Regions from separate parts of the Mus musculus genome. Here all the other regions are linked to region 3. The links are chromatin contacts, called in public promoter capture Hi-C maps. All regions are on one chromosome and are shown on one strand. Each heading gives the region's core, a stretch centred on a gene start, on an enhancer-like site or on the middle of the called end of the contact. The rest is flanking DNA. Distances are from core to core; before and after follow the strand shown. Region 1 has its middle 20 kb from the start of Smim12. Region 2 holds the start of Dlgap3 (DLG associated protein 3). Region 3 holds the start of Ago4 (argonaute RISC catalytic subunit 4). Region 4 holds the start of Gjb3 (gap junction protein, beta 3).

Region 1 (2,872 bases), core at 104-2,603, 730 kb after region 3:
CTGTCTGGGTTGGTTCAGGCTCACATTCTAGTAAAGATGTTTGGCTCATGTGTTTTCCGGGAAGAGCTGAGGCCCCGTGGGGAAATGATGCAGATGCATGCTGGGAGTCTGCGTTCCTTGCCTTTCTTCCCTGTAGGTCTTCACTGTTTTACACACAGCCTTACTAGGTGACAGCAAAGTCATTTCAGGGGCTTTTTTGGATAGGGTATTCTCCTTCCTGGGCCACCCACTACCTTCTGTCTTTCTGTCCCCTGTCACCCACTACCTTCTGTCCTTCTGGAGAGGTTGAGGCAGAAGAATCCCAGAAAAGCAGAAAAGGAAAACTGTTCGCCTGGCTTCTTCAGGCTATGCTCTTCAAGTGTCTGGGCTGGACATTTCATATCTCTTTTGGTCATCTGGAGAGCCTTGCCTGGCCTTGACAAGGACACCGAGGCTAAGAGGCCGACTAATTCTCAAATAGCACAAGATGTCCCGCGGCGAAGCTGCCTGTCCCCTTCCAACTTTACTGTGCCCTTTGTCTCTCTTCGCCTTAGACAGCAGGAGGTGGAGGGTGAGAAGTTAGAGCCAGCCTGCTCCACTCTGCCTCCTTCCTGTCTCTAGAGACCTCTTTGTTCCCCTATTCCTGCACAGGCTCAAAGGGTTCTCAGGGTCCAGTGGCCTATAAGGACTGAATGGATTGTCACCTTTTGACCTGTCCCCTTTCCCATACCAATCCTCCCAAGCCCCGCAGCTACAATGGCTTAAGGCTGAGACAGGGCCTGCTTTGCTGAGAGTGGAAAACAGCTAGGCTCCCGGAAGGTTGGGAATAGCCATCGGTCTTCCTTTATGTCTAGAACATGGGTGGCGGTCCTAAGATCTGATAAGAGGAGTTTGATAAGAGAGGAGAGCTATAGCCTCCCCATCCTTTGTAGCTAAACCTACATCCCTGCACCAGGTAGAGTTGTGAGGCATGGGTTCTACTACTGGCCTCCAACTCCTGGCAATCCTCCAGCCGCCTCGGCCTCTTGTGTTCTGGGATGAAAGGCATGAACCACCATGCCTCCATACTTCACCAACCAACTGAGAGGCAAAGCCCTCTGCACAGTACCCAGCTTCACACACCATCCATCTCTCTTACTGCTCTTCTGTTAGTCGGTTCTTGGTCTTTTGCCTTTTGCCTCTGCTGGGAGGCTGAGTGCAGTGGGGATTAACAACCCTGGGAAAACCTTTCCCTAGCCTGCCTGGAGCAAGGAGATAAAGGAAGACTCCATGCTCTCTCAGTTTTTTGTCTTGCTTTTCACAACCTAGAGGAAACTGAAGGAATTGAAGGGTCTCCACTCTGAGAAGATAAGGTTGCATTGTGACTCCTTTGTGAGCCCAGGAAGGTTATCGTTCAGAGCAGAGTGACCAGCTCCGACCAGGAAATGTGTTTAGAGGGCCACGGAGGTACTCGAGGAGTCCTGAGACGCCTTTCCCAGCAGTAAAAGCCCCGAGATCCTGGAAAGACGGGGTGTGGCTGGTGAAACTGAGGAAGGCTGAGGTTGTGAGAATCTTTAAAAATAGGTCGTTTTGCTCTGACTGGACTTGGGCGGGGGTTGGCTGAAGGCAGAGGAGCTGACTGTCAGAGGCCAGGAGGAATTCACTCTCCAATCACAAGGCAAGTGAGACTGGTGTTGTCCTCAGAATACTGTAGGAGCCCGGAAGGGGTAATGGGGAGCCCAGCCTCTGCCCCTGCCCCCACCCCCACCCCGGGTTGCCTGACTGTATTTTCGGAGACAGAGCAGGAAGTGGGCCTTCACAATGTCAGGATACAGGAAGCTATCGGACTATTGAAGGCCACTTCCCGTGAGCTGGTCATTCACATACATTTGTCACCGGCTATCAGGCCTTTCGGGCCCTACCATTGTCTACGGGGGCTGCTCAAGCCTGGGGGCCGCCAGCAGAGGCCCTTGGACACAGAATACACTATTGTGCTAACTGGCAGCACCACACAGGGTGGGAAGGAAAGTGGTGGGTAAGAAAGGGGACGCCAGCTTTGCATTGTCATCTGTCGCACAATGGGGCAGGGGGCTGGGGTCCTTTCTTGTTCGTGGGAGAGTGAACTTCAGGAAGGAGGGATGGCCGCCCAGGAGTCTGACTTCAAGTTCAGTACCAGATGGCTGTAAAGGTGCCCCAGGACTTCCTTAGCCCTGGAGCCTTTCATTGGTGTAGATGGGGTTTCTAGCCCTCTGCCAGGGGCCATGTGATGTAAAACAGGCATGGTGTCTGGAGACCTGGATTTTTTTGGCCGTTCTCTATCACTGTCAATCATGTAACTTCCTCACCCTTGTCTTCTTCTCCGGGTCACTTCTGACCCCAGTGGTCCTCCAGTGAGCCAATCAGTGTGTGCAAACTGGTGTGTGTGGTAGTTTAATGTCAGCCAAGCTTCTCTCTGCCTTCCTTTACACCAAGACAACCAGATCGACTTTTATCATCTGTGCTAACATTCAGAGAAGCAGCAGATATTTTTTCTCTGGTCATGTGCCTTTTGCCTTATGTGTGCATCTGGGTTTATTTCGTTTCTAGAAGTTGTAACAGGACAGCCCCAGCCCAGGAGGAGATGAGCCTACAGAGCTCTGTGGCACCACCCCCCCCCCCCCATGGCTCTGTCCTGCTCAGCTCTGAAGCTGTCAGTGCCAAAAGAAAGCTGATTTCTGTCTCAGCTTCTGGGAAGCAGAAGGCTGTGCGCTTTGGAGTCAAACACTGTGGTCAAATCTTAGCTTTGGTATGAATAGCCGACTGGGTGAATTGTTGACTTTTTTGAGTCTCCGTCCCTTCACTTGTTGGTAGTGCCTTCAGATTTTGCTGTTTTGAGACAGAGTTGCATATTGTAGACTGCACTAGCCTGCAACTC
Region 2 (3,147 bases), core at 133-2,632, 640 kb after region 3:
GGTTTCCCGCGGGGGAAGGGTCCTCTAGGTCCCTTTTTGTCATTTATGTAATGTGGCACCTTAAAAGGTCCCTCTAGGGAATGGGTGTGGGCTTGGCTCCAGGTTCTAGCTCCTTAGGACCCACGAATTCTACTTACCGTGCCTCAGTTTGCCCGGTTACTCAAGGAGGAGAGACAGTGACACCAAAGAAATACAGAGAAATAGGAGTCATTGTTGGGGACCCTGACTCAGAACATCTCCCAAGGTCTGTCCCTAGGGTGGTGGACTGTCTCAAGGCTCCAAAGCCCACACCTCACCACCTTAAGTTTTCAATACCAGACAAGGTAGAGGATGTAGCTCGCCTTCTACCACAACTTGGAGCGCCCGCGTGCCCTCAACACCCGCCGGGAAAGTCAGAATTCAGAACCGGCCCCTCCCCCATCTCCTCAGCCCCTCCTCCTGCGGCTTCCCCACGCGGCCCCCTCCCCCCCATTACAGCATTGCTCTGGGCGCCAAGACGGATTCCAGCCAGGGACTGCTGCAGTCAGCTCTCAGCGCTTCTGCAGCTTGTGTCCTGGCTCTGCAGCTTCGCGCTGTGCTTCGGACAGTCCCCTTTCCCCCCTCTACCCCACCCCCGCCATGGCACAGCCCCTGGCTCGGGGCCCAGAGGTGGGCGGGCACAGTGGGCACGGGTGGGGCCCCCAGCTAAGACGGCAGGTATAGCGGGGTTATCCCTGCACACTGGGGATTGCCTCCGCTGGCGGACTGTGGGTGAGGGACGCCTGTCAAAGACTCGGAGGCCAGGCACAGCGCCCCGCCCTGGCAGGGGTGGGGCAGAAGGGACTAGTGCGGAGAAGGGGGACTCCTAGAGCCCAGGCCAAGAGCTGGGGTCGGGTTTACAGACCCGGGAAACTAAGGACAGGAGCCTAAGAGGACGTGCCTGCGAGGGGGAGGCTGTGTGTGACATTCAGGGTGTGACTGCCTCGGTGAGGCAGCCGTGTGTCTCCCCCAGCTGCCCGCGCTCTGGGCTTGGGTCCCGGTGCCCAGGTCTGCTGTGCGCGGTCGTGACACCGAATGTGCTGGTTCCTGGGTCTTCGGTACACACCGACCCGGGGGACCACATTCGCACCCCCGAGCTGGGCCTCCCCGGCGCTGTCGCTCAGAGACGCGGGCGCTCCTCCGGGACCGCGGCGGCTGCCCGCCGGCTGCGACCTCGGTCCTCGCGGGGCCGCTGCGGGGGCGGGGAGCGCGGGCCCCCTCCCTGTCGCGGGCTCCTGGCTCGGCCGCCCTGCGCGGGGGCGGGGGCGGGGGCGGAGCGCGCGGGCGGGATCCCCCCGCCTCCCCGTCCTGGTCCCCGGGAAATCCAGCCTCCGTGGCTTGGCCGCCTCCGGCTCCCGCGCCCGCGGCCGCTCAGCACTCGCTCGGGGCTCCGCAGCTGGCGCGGCCCCTCCGCCGGGGGCTCCGCAGTGTCGGGTCCGGGAGCCCGCACTCGCTCCCGCAGCCGCAGCGCCCCCGGCCCGGGCCGCCGGCACCATGTAACCCCGGCTGGAGCCCGACCGGGCCAGGTAAGCAACCGGGAGGGGTGGGGATCGGGCCGCGCTTGCCGCGCCCTCTGCAGCGCCCCCCAGGCTCAGCCCCGCTGCAGCCCCGGCGCCGCCCACGCCCGGGGCTCCAGCGGCCTGGACTCCGGCCCCGAGATGGGGGGGAGGGGCTGGGCCTCTGCGGCCGCCCCCGGCCTCACCCTGGGCCTGGAGGCCGGCGTGACTGACCCCGGGGACGGGTTGGGGACCACGCGCTCCGCAGACGCGCTGTCCCGGCTGGGGCCGCGGGAGGCCAGCCAGCGCCCGCCCAGCCCTTGCCCGGCTGGAATGGAAGCTTGGGTCTGGGAGGGAGTAGCCTGCTGGCTGTGGGGGGAAGTCGTGGTGTTGGGGAGATCCGGAAAGAAGTTTCCTCTGCAGGTGTGTGAGCGTGCATGTGATGAGGGTGTCACCGTGTGGGTCTGTGGGTGAGTGAGTGTAATGCAGTGAGCGTTCAGGGTGTTAACCGTCCATGAGTCTGTCGACATATGTGTGGTTGAGTGTGTGCTGGCACTGTGTGGCTGTGTATGTAGGTGTCTGAGTGTGTGTGTATGAATGGACGTGCGTGTGCATGTGCATGTGCGACTATCTCTGTGAATGGGTCTGGGTATGTGTACTGTGTGACTGTGTGGGAATACATCCAAGCAGGGTTCACCCACACCTGGGTTTTGCCCCGCCCCCATTCTTGGTGGGACTTAGCACGGGAAGATCCTACTTTTCCCGAGGTCAGACCGCCCCCTCCCTCCAGAGTCTCCTTATCCTGGACACAGACAAGAGCACTCTGCACCTTCATCTACTTCCTGGGGCACCCTCTGCGAAGTCACTGGTATCTTTCCCTCATGCTGAGTCCCTGCTGGTGGTGAGCCTAAGGCTGTATACCTGTGTGTGGGGATACTTTTTTGGGGGAGGGTGAAGAGTACTAGGAGCTTGTGTTATTTCAATGATGCTTGGCCAAAGGCCCTTTAGAATGAGGAGGCCAGGAGGAAGATCTACCTTGTTAGTCATTGGAGCAGGTGGCTTTTTCCCAGAGTTCCAAGTCCCAAATCTCCAAGTTCTGGGTCGTTGGTTTAGCTCACGGTTCAGGTGGGTCTGTACTTAGTTCCTTGAAGTAGTAATAGAAGAATGTATCTGTATCAGTCTAGGACTTTTGAAAAATTGTTCCTCTCATTTCTTCTTGTTTCTCTAACTGCCTTGGAAGCAAGCTGAGATGCTGTCAGGTTAAGCCATATGAAATTGACAGTATTGAGCAGTTGTTTGTTGTTGTTGTTGTTGTGTTTTTTAACCTGCAAAAACAGCCATTCCACACAGCTCAATCTATTATGATGCCAATTTGCAGAAGAGGATGTTGAGGCTTGGGAAATGCATTGCATCTCTCACAATCACACATTGCCAGACAGTGGTAGAGAAACATTCTCACCCAGGTCTTCCATTGACCCAAGAAACCCAGCTAGGCCACAATTAGAGAGTAGGACTTTCTAGTGTGTTTTCCCTGACACTGGATCACTGCCCTCCACTTCTGTCCACTATCCCCTGAGTGCGTGTGTGGGGTCTACTTCTGTACCCAGCTGTCAGTGCCTAAAAGAGAGAGATG
Region 3 (3,181 bases), core at 414-2,913:
TGCTGAGGTTTATCAAATATATATAACAATATATTTGACAATCTGTAACAAACCAATGTGGTTTTTTCCCTTTAGAAACAGTCTATGTAGTCCAAACTATCTTCAAACTCTTACTCCTCCTCAGCCTTCCAAATGCTGAGATTATAAGTATGCACCACTACAGCAGGCTCAAACCTGTTTGTTTATTTTATAATCAGGGTCTCAAGTAGCCCAGGCCTACCTCAAACTCACTTTGTAACTGAGACTGGCCTTGAACTCTGGAGCTCCCTGCCTCCACCCCAGAACTGTTTGCATTATGAGCATATGCCACCATGCCCAGCTAAGCCGATTTATTTTTTGAAGGCTTATGACATTTGACTATGTGGGCTTTTTAAGAAAACCTTAAGCAGCAAATAAAGATAGGATTTAATCGCTCAGTTATGTAAATATGTTCCAAGTTAACAAACCTGCAAAATTTCCAAATGCAAACAATAAACCTAATTTTCTATGAATTTTAAAAACATACAACTAAGTCTACTATGTAGACAAGGTTTGAATATGAAAACTAATTCCATCACTGCCCCTAAACCTTGCCCTACTTAGCCAAGCCATTAGCAACCTGTTGTAGGGCTTGAGACAGGAGCACAAGGCTCCAAACGAAGAGTATTCGTGAGAGTTTGGAAAGCTTCCTTGGGTTGGAGCAGAGAGCGAGAGAACCAGGGGCCACCCATAACCAGCAAAGAATCACAGTTTCAAAAACACTTTTTCGTTTGATTTTAACAGCCTCTGATAACCCAATTAAAAGGGAAGGCAGGGCATTGATGCCCTTGCTGGAGAGTATTGGATTGTCATTCCAGAGCACTCTGGGACTGACAAACTGACAGATACCAAACTTCAGAGTTTTGGAAAAAGAACGGACATTTCTCCCTTTGGCTTTCAGGGACATGAGTGAGTGGGTCTCTCCTCCTCATCTGAGGAACCAGATGCCAGTGCAAAAGAAAACAGGGATTCTGCCCCACACCAAGAAAACCCTTGACAGAAGGTAGAAGGCCTTCCAGGTTTGGGCCGGGCCTCGGCGTGCCCCAGACACACGGTCCCATTTGAGGCCCCAACTAGCCTCGCGGCGACCGTGGACAGAGATCTAAGGTCCGAACAGGTCTGCCCTACCCCGGGGAACTCGGGTCACCTCTTGAGCCTCCCTCCCTTAGACGGGTCCCGAATAGACCTAGAGTCTTCAGCTGGGGCGTGGTCCCCGCCCCCCAGGGACGAGGGCATGGGACCCCTTCCTTCCCGGGGCCTGGCAGCCGGCAGCCGGGTCCGCGAGCGGCGGTCGGGCAGCGACAGTCCCTTCCGCCGGTCTGTCTGCCCTCCCGAGCCCCAGGTCTGACCCTGGTCCGAGCGCGCTCCTCACCGGGTCCCAGCGCCTCCATGGCGGCGACGGGGGCCGCCTCGCTCCGGTCCCCAGCGCCTCCCGCTCCGGGCCCCGCCGGAGCCGCGTAACGCTTGCTCTCTGGAATATTGGCGCTGAAGCGGCGCCGCGAAGACGCGGGCCGGGGGCGGGCAGGGGGCGGCGGCGGCGCCCAGTCCGGGGACAGGGACCCGACTCTGTCACGGCTCTTCCGGCCTCAGCGACAACAAAAACAATCCCGGCCGCTGCCGCCGCCGCCGCCAGCTGGAACGGGAGCGGGAGGCGGCGCGCGCCCGCCGGGCGGGGCGGGGGCGCCAGGCGCCTGCGGTCCCGGGTCCCGGCTAGCGAAGGGGGCGTGCGCGGCCCCGCACGCGCGGGGTCCAGCGAGCCTGACCGAGGCAGGGGGCGGGGTGCGGCAGGGACGGGCGCGCGCCCGGGGGGCCGAGCCCAGAGGACGCGTCAGGCGCGCGCCCGCCCGCCCTTCCACCAGCGGGCCCGCTCGCCTGCGGTCCCGCACGCCGCTCCGCCGGTCCCCATTCTGGCAACCTTCCTCCAAGTCGCCATCGAAAGAGCTGGATTCCAGTCCTTGATGACCCACAGGCAGCAGCCCTCCACTTCGTCCTGAGACTCACCTTAGGAACCTGTCCTCCATCGCTCCACCACCACCAGAGATGACCCCTGGACACTTCAGGCACAATCGGTCCTTCAGTCACCTTCAGTCATTCCTCCTACTCCACCCCCACCCTCACCCCGGACACCACATATCCAGTCACCTTCCTTCCCTGTGCAGGGAAAGCAGGTTCTGTTCTGGGTCCCAAGACTGGTCAACATGTCACCAAGGCAGCAGGTAGCTCAGCGAGTCAAGTGTCCTTAAAGTTTCCATTCAGGACTTCCAGTTAAGACAGGACCATAGGCTGTCTGGTCAACTAAACGGGCAACGGCAGTCTATTAGTTAAAAAGGCACAACACTCTCATTCTAGTTTGCTGGGGCCCACCATTGGGTACCTCAGCTTAGTGCAATAGAAATGCGTTTTCTCTCAGTTTTGCACACCGACAGTCTAATAAAATCAAGGCGAGTTGGGGCAGGGGGTGTGATTTTTCTCCTTCGGTTGTAGAAATCTATCTTCTTGTGCTATCACACGGTCTTCCCATGGTAACTTCTATTCAAACCGCTCCTTTTTGTTTGGTTGGTTTTAATTAATTTATGTGTATGAGTATTTTTTGCCTGCATGCATGTGTTTGTGCCTGGTGCCTCCGGAGACCAGAAGACCAAATCGAATCCCCTCGAAACAGGATTACAGATAATGTAAGCTGTGTAGGGGCTGAGAATCAAACCTGGGGCCTCTGCAAGAGTATGAGGTACCCTTAACCACTAAAGCCATCTCTACAGCCCCCAACTTCTTTTTCTTATAAGGAAGATGGCTCAGTGGGTAAAGGTACTTTATAACATTGACAGCCTGAGTAGGAAGTTGGAGAGTTCAAGGCCAGCCTTTGCTACCAAAGAATTTAAGGCAATCCATGTTTTAAGAGACTCCAGCCCAGTGTAGCCTTTAATCTCAGCACTAGGGAGACTGAGGCAGTTCAGAGCCAATTCGGTTTACTTATGTAGTGACTTCTAGGACAGCCAGGACTGCAGAGTGAGACAGAGGAGACAAAGACAGGCAGATCACTGGAGCTCACTGTACATACACACACATACAGTACATACACATACATACACACACAGATACACACACAGATATATACATACCACATACACACATAAATACACACCACACACTTACACATGCACAT
Region 4 (2,838 bases), core at 26-2,525, 800 kb after region 3:
TGGGGGTATCTGGGAAGCCCTAGAGCGTGAAGACCCTTATGGGTTTGGTCCTGGCACTTACTTTTAAACCTTCCAGGGAGGGCCAAAGATTAGCACCTGGATTCTGACCCCCCAGGAAATGCCAGGACTGCGTTTACTAGCTGGGAGAAATCCAAGAGAATTCTGTAATGTCGCTAACCCTGTTCCTTATCTCTTATCTTGGATTACTGCAAGAATCTTCGACTGTTCCCTCCCCAGCCGGCTCTTCCTGGGAGTGCTCAAGGAGAGTGAAGGGGAGGAGGAGTTCCTTCCACCCGGTACCCCCTAAGGATGCCACGTCTGGGGCTCCCCATTTTGGTGCAGGCTACCTAGTCCCTTCTAAGACACACCCCGAGACAGACTCACCTGAAAAGAATTTCTCGCCTAGCCCGTGCTGAGGACTGGCAGAGCCGGTTCTGGATCCCCTGTTGCCCCCCAACTCCCGTTTCCAGCTACTAGAACGATTATTACTATTTTTTTAATCCAGTTTTTATCCAGCTGCGGGACCCAACCGCTCCATCTCTTTCTACCCCGCAGCACTGTGGCTGGCCCCAAAGGTATAGCTCCCCTCTTGGGCCCCGGGCCCCGTTTCCTTCCTTTCTAGACAGTTTGGGAGCTTTGTGAACCTGTGACTCGCGCGCGCGCGCGCGCGCGTGCGGGTGTGTATGTCCCCTTCTGTGAACCTTCCAGTGTCCGGAACCGCCACCTGCTCCAGAATGCTGGTGTATGTATGAGTGTGTGGGGTGGAAGTGGGAGTGGGGGCGGGGAGCAGAGCTTTGGGTTAGGGTGCTCCTTCCCTGCGCTTCTGCAGCATTAAATCTCCATGCTGGGCGCGTGGGCAGGCCCCAGTCCAGCCCCCCAGGGGATCCCCATAGAGAGGGGTTCTCAGCTGCCTTGGATTGTCGCCCCTTCCCGGTACTTACAGTCAGCGGCGCCGCCACCGTGGGAGCCTGGCTCCACGTGCCCAAGACCCACAGCAGAGGAGGAACGAGGCGGGAGCCAAGCCGAGCTCTGTGGCCTCGGTGAGGCTCCTGGCCAGCACAGCCAGAGGCAGCGTGGAGGAGGGGCGGCCGGGGAGGAGCCCGGAGTCGCCTCAGGGATGCAAGTTCTAATCCAGGAGCAGCTGCGCTGACTAGGGAACAGCAGGCTCCTTTGCGGAGGCTCCGCGTGCTCGCCTGTGGAATGGGGGCATTGGTGGCCACTGGCAGGGCTGTTGCAAGGACTGCAATGACATTAGGGTGTGAAACACCTTGCAAACTGTTAAGTGCCGTGGCAGTAGGGATGGCAATAAATGACACGCCTACGCTGGTTACCACGGATACCCCGTCTGCGCCCTGCCCATTTGGATCCCAGCCTGCTGCAAAGTTTCAAAGTTTTCGTACGCTCTTGGGGGCCCCCCTCCCGCCCTGTTTGCATCCCTGATGGCATTTTCCAGGGAGGCAGTGTATCTTTGAGACAGTCTTTCGGGGCTCACACTGTGCTGGCCACCGGAAGGGACACAACCAGGAAAAGAAATCTCAGGGGCAAGGATGGTGTTTGGAGAGATTTTAGATGACCCAGTCTGCCCAAAGGAGTGTGAAGCAGGGTGGGAGGCCCAGCTTGTGAAGGGTGGGAGACCTGCGCTTGAGGGGCTCTGGAGACTAAGATGTTCAGTCTTATTCGTGGGCCAGGACTGAGATCCTAAAAGCCCTATCGCCCCAGGAACGGAAATCCAGGGTTTCCCTGGGATCCCCAGATCTTACTCACAACCTTGCCCGAGGCTTCACTGTCTAGACAGAGATGACTGATGCCCGACCCTGGTAACCATTCATTCCACTTGCTGGGACGATATCCATTGATGCGGGCTTCTGATCTACAAAAGGCAGCCTACATTAGGAGGCTCTGTTACTGTCTCCTACTACCCAGAAGGATTCCCGTTCGCCTGAGCGGAGCGCCTGAGACAAGGTTGCTTCTCTTAGGAGCTGCATATCATTCATACAGCACGCAAAGGAAAGATCTCTGATCTACATTGAAAAGAGAAAAGGAGAGGCCCCGAGATAAACCCAGGGACACATAGAAGTAACAGAGCCAACTCCAGGGACCTCAGTGACGTTGGCATTGGCTACGGCAAAGCCCTGTGGCAGAGGCTACCTTGTGCTTGCTATGGGCAGAGCAATTATCAGCACTATGGCTGGGCAGTGCCAGTTTTGTTGTTGTTGTTTTTTTTTTTTTTTTTTTTTTTTCTGGATGACTCTGCTAATGTGCCTGGGTGATGGGATTGGGGGACCCTGACCCTGCCACCTGCTGCTCATTCTCAATTATTTCCCTAGACTTCAGAGCAAAATGCCTGGTCCCATTTCCTCACCTCCCACTCATGCTTCAACCCACCAGAAGATTTCTGTCCCTGCTGTGCTACAAGAAAAGCCTTGTCAAGGTAACTCTGATCTCCACGATGCTAAATCCCACACAGTAATAAATCCGTGACCTCCTGAAACAGCTGTCACAGAGTCCCGCCTTTCTTCTTGAAGCACCTTCCACCCCCAGCTTCCTTGACACCCATCTCATTTCCTGGTCCCTGGGATACCTTCCATCAGGCCTGTACTGTGGGTGCTCTGGGCCAGGCCCAGCATCTCCTGTCCCAGGTGAGCTCACCCAATCCTAGGGCCCTACCACCCATTCACTGACATGCTCCTGTGTTCACGGCTGGCACTAACAAACACTAGATTGTGCAACCACGACTGCCCACATGTCCACCAGGCTAATAGGTTCTGGTTCTCCTTCCAGAATAACCTGTACATGTTCAAGTATGAGGAGACTTCCTATAACCCATGGAGGGTGCCG

What was found. Promoter capture Hi-C pulls out the DNA fragments that hold promoters and counts their contacts.
Region 1: a promoter capture Hi-C map of stem cell-derived epiblast-like cells shows a contact between it and region 3, with 2.7 times the contacts expected there. The contact joins the enhancer-like site here to the promoter of Ago4 in region 3. A contact is called at or near these places in 6 of 39 promoter capture datasets (the 3T3-L1 cell line, 3T3-L1-derived adipocytes, HPC-7-derived erythroid cells and 3 more).
Region 2: a contact with region 3 is called in a promoter capture Hi-C map of liver, with 4 times the contacts expected there. The contact joins the promoter of Dlgap3 here to the promoter of Ago4 in region 3. A contact is called at or near these places in 3 of 39 promoter capture datasets (hippocampal neurons and liver).
Region 4: a contact with region 3 is called in a promoter capture Hi-C map of stem cell-derived epiblast-like cells, with 2.1 times the contacts expected there. The contact joins the promoter of Gjb3 here to the promoter of Ago4 in region 3. A contact is called at or near these places in 4 of 39 promoter capture datasets (the C10 cell line, pre-B cells, second pharyngeal arch cranial neural crest and 1 more) and 2 of 484 Hi-C or Micro-C datasets (cortical neurons and myocytes).

What each region holds. Positions count from the first base shown.
Region 1 is chr4:127,262,173-127,265,044 of GRCm38.p6, forward strand. No RefSeq gene overlaps it. Among named protein-coding and RNA genes, the nearest start is that of Smim12, 20 kb to the left of the region's middle. Within about 2 kb of position 1,354, at least 21 of the 459 cell types and tissues checked have an H3K27ac peak or open chromatin away from gene starts, as enhancers often do.
Region 2 is chr4:127,167,822-127,170,968 of GRCm38.p6, forward strand. It overlaps Dlgap3 (DLG associated protein 3), which reads left to right and starts at 1,383. Exons shown (of 12, transcript NM_198618.5): 1 at 1,383-1,544.
Region 3 is chr4:126,531,795-126,534,975 of GRCm38.p6, forward strand. Ago4 (argonaute RISC catalytic subunit 4) reads right to left here and starts at 1,664. Exons shown (of 18, transcript NM_153177.3): 1 at 1,391-1,664. The coding sequence starts at 1,409.
Region 4 is chr4:127,329,561-127,332,398 of GRCm38.p6, forward strand. It overlaps Gjb3 (gap junction protein, beta 3), which reads right to left and starts at 1,276. Exons shown (of 2, transcript NM_001160012.1): 1 at 942-1,276. Gm40251 (a long non-coding RNA gene) reads left to right here. Exons shown (of 4, transcript XR_868156.3): 1 at 1-575; 2 at 2,328-2,431; 3 at 2,782-2,838.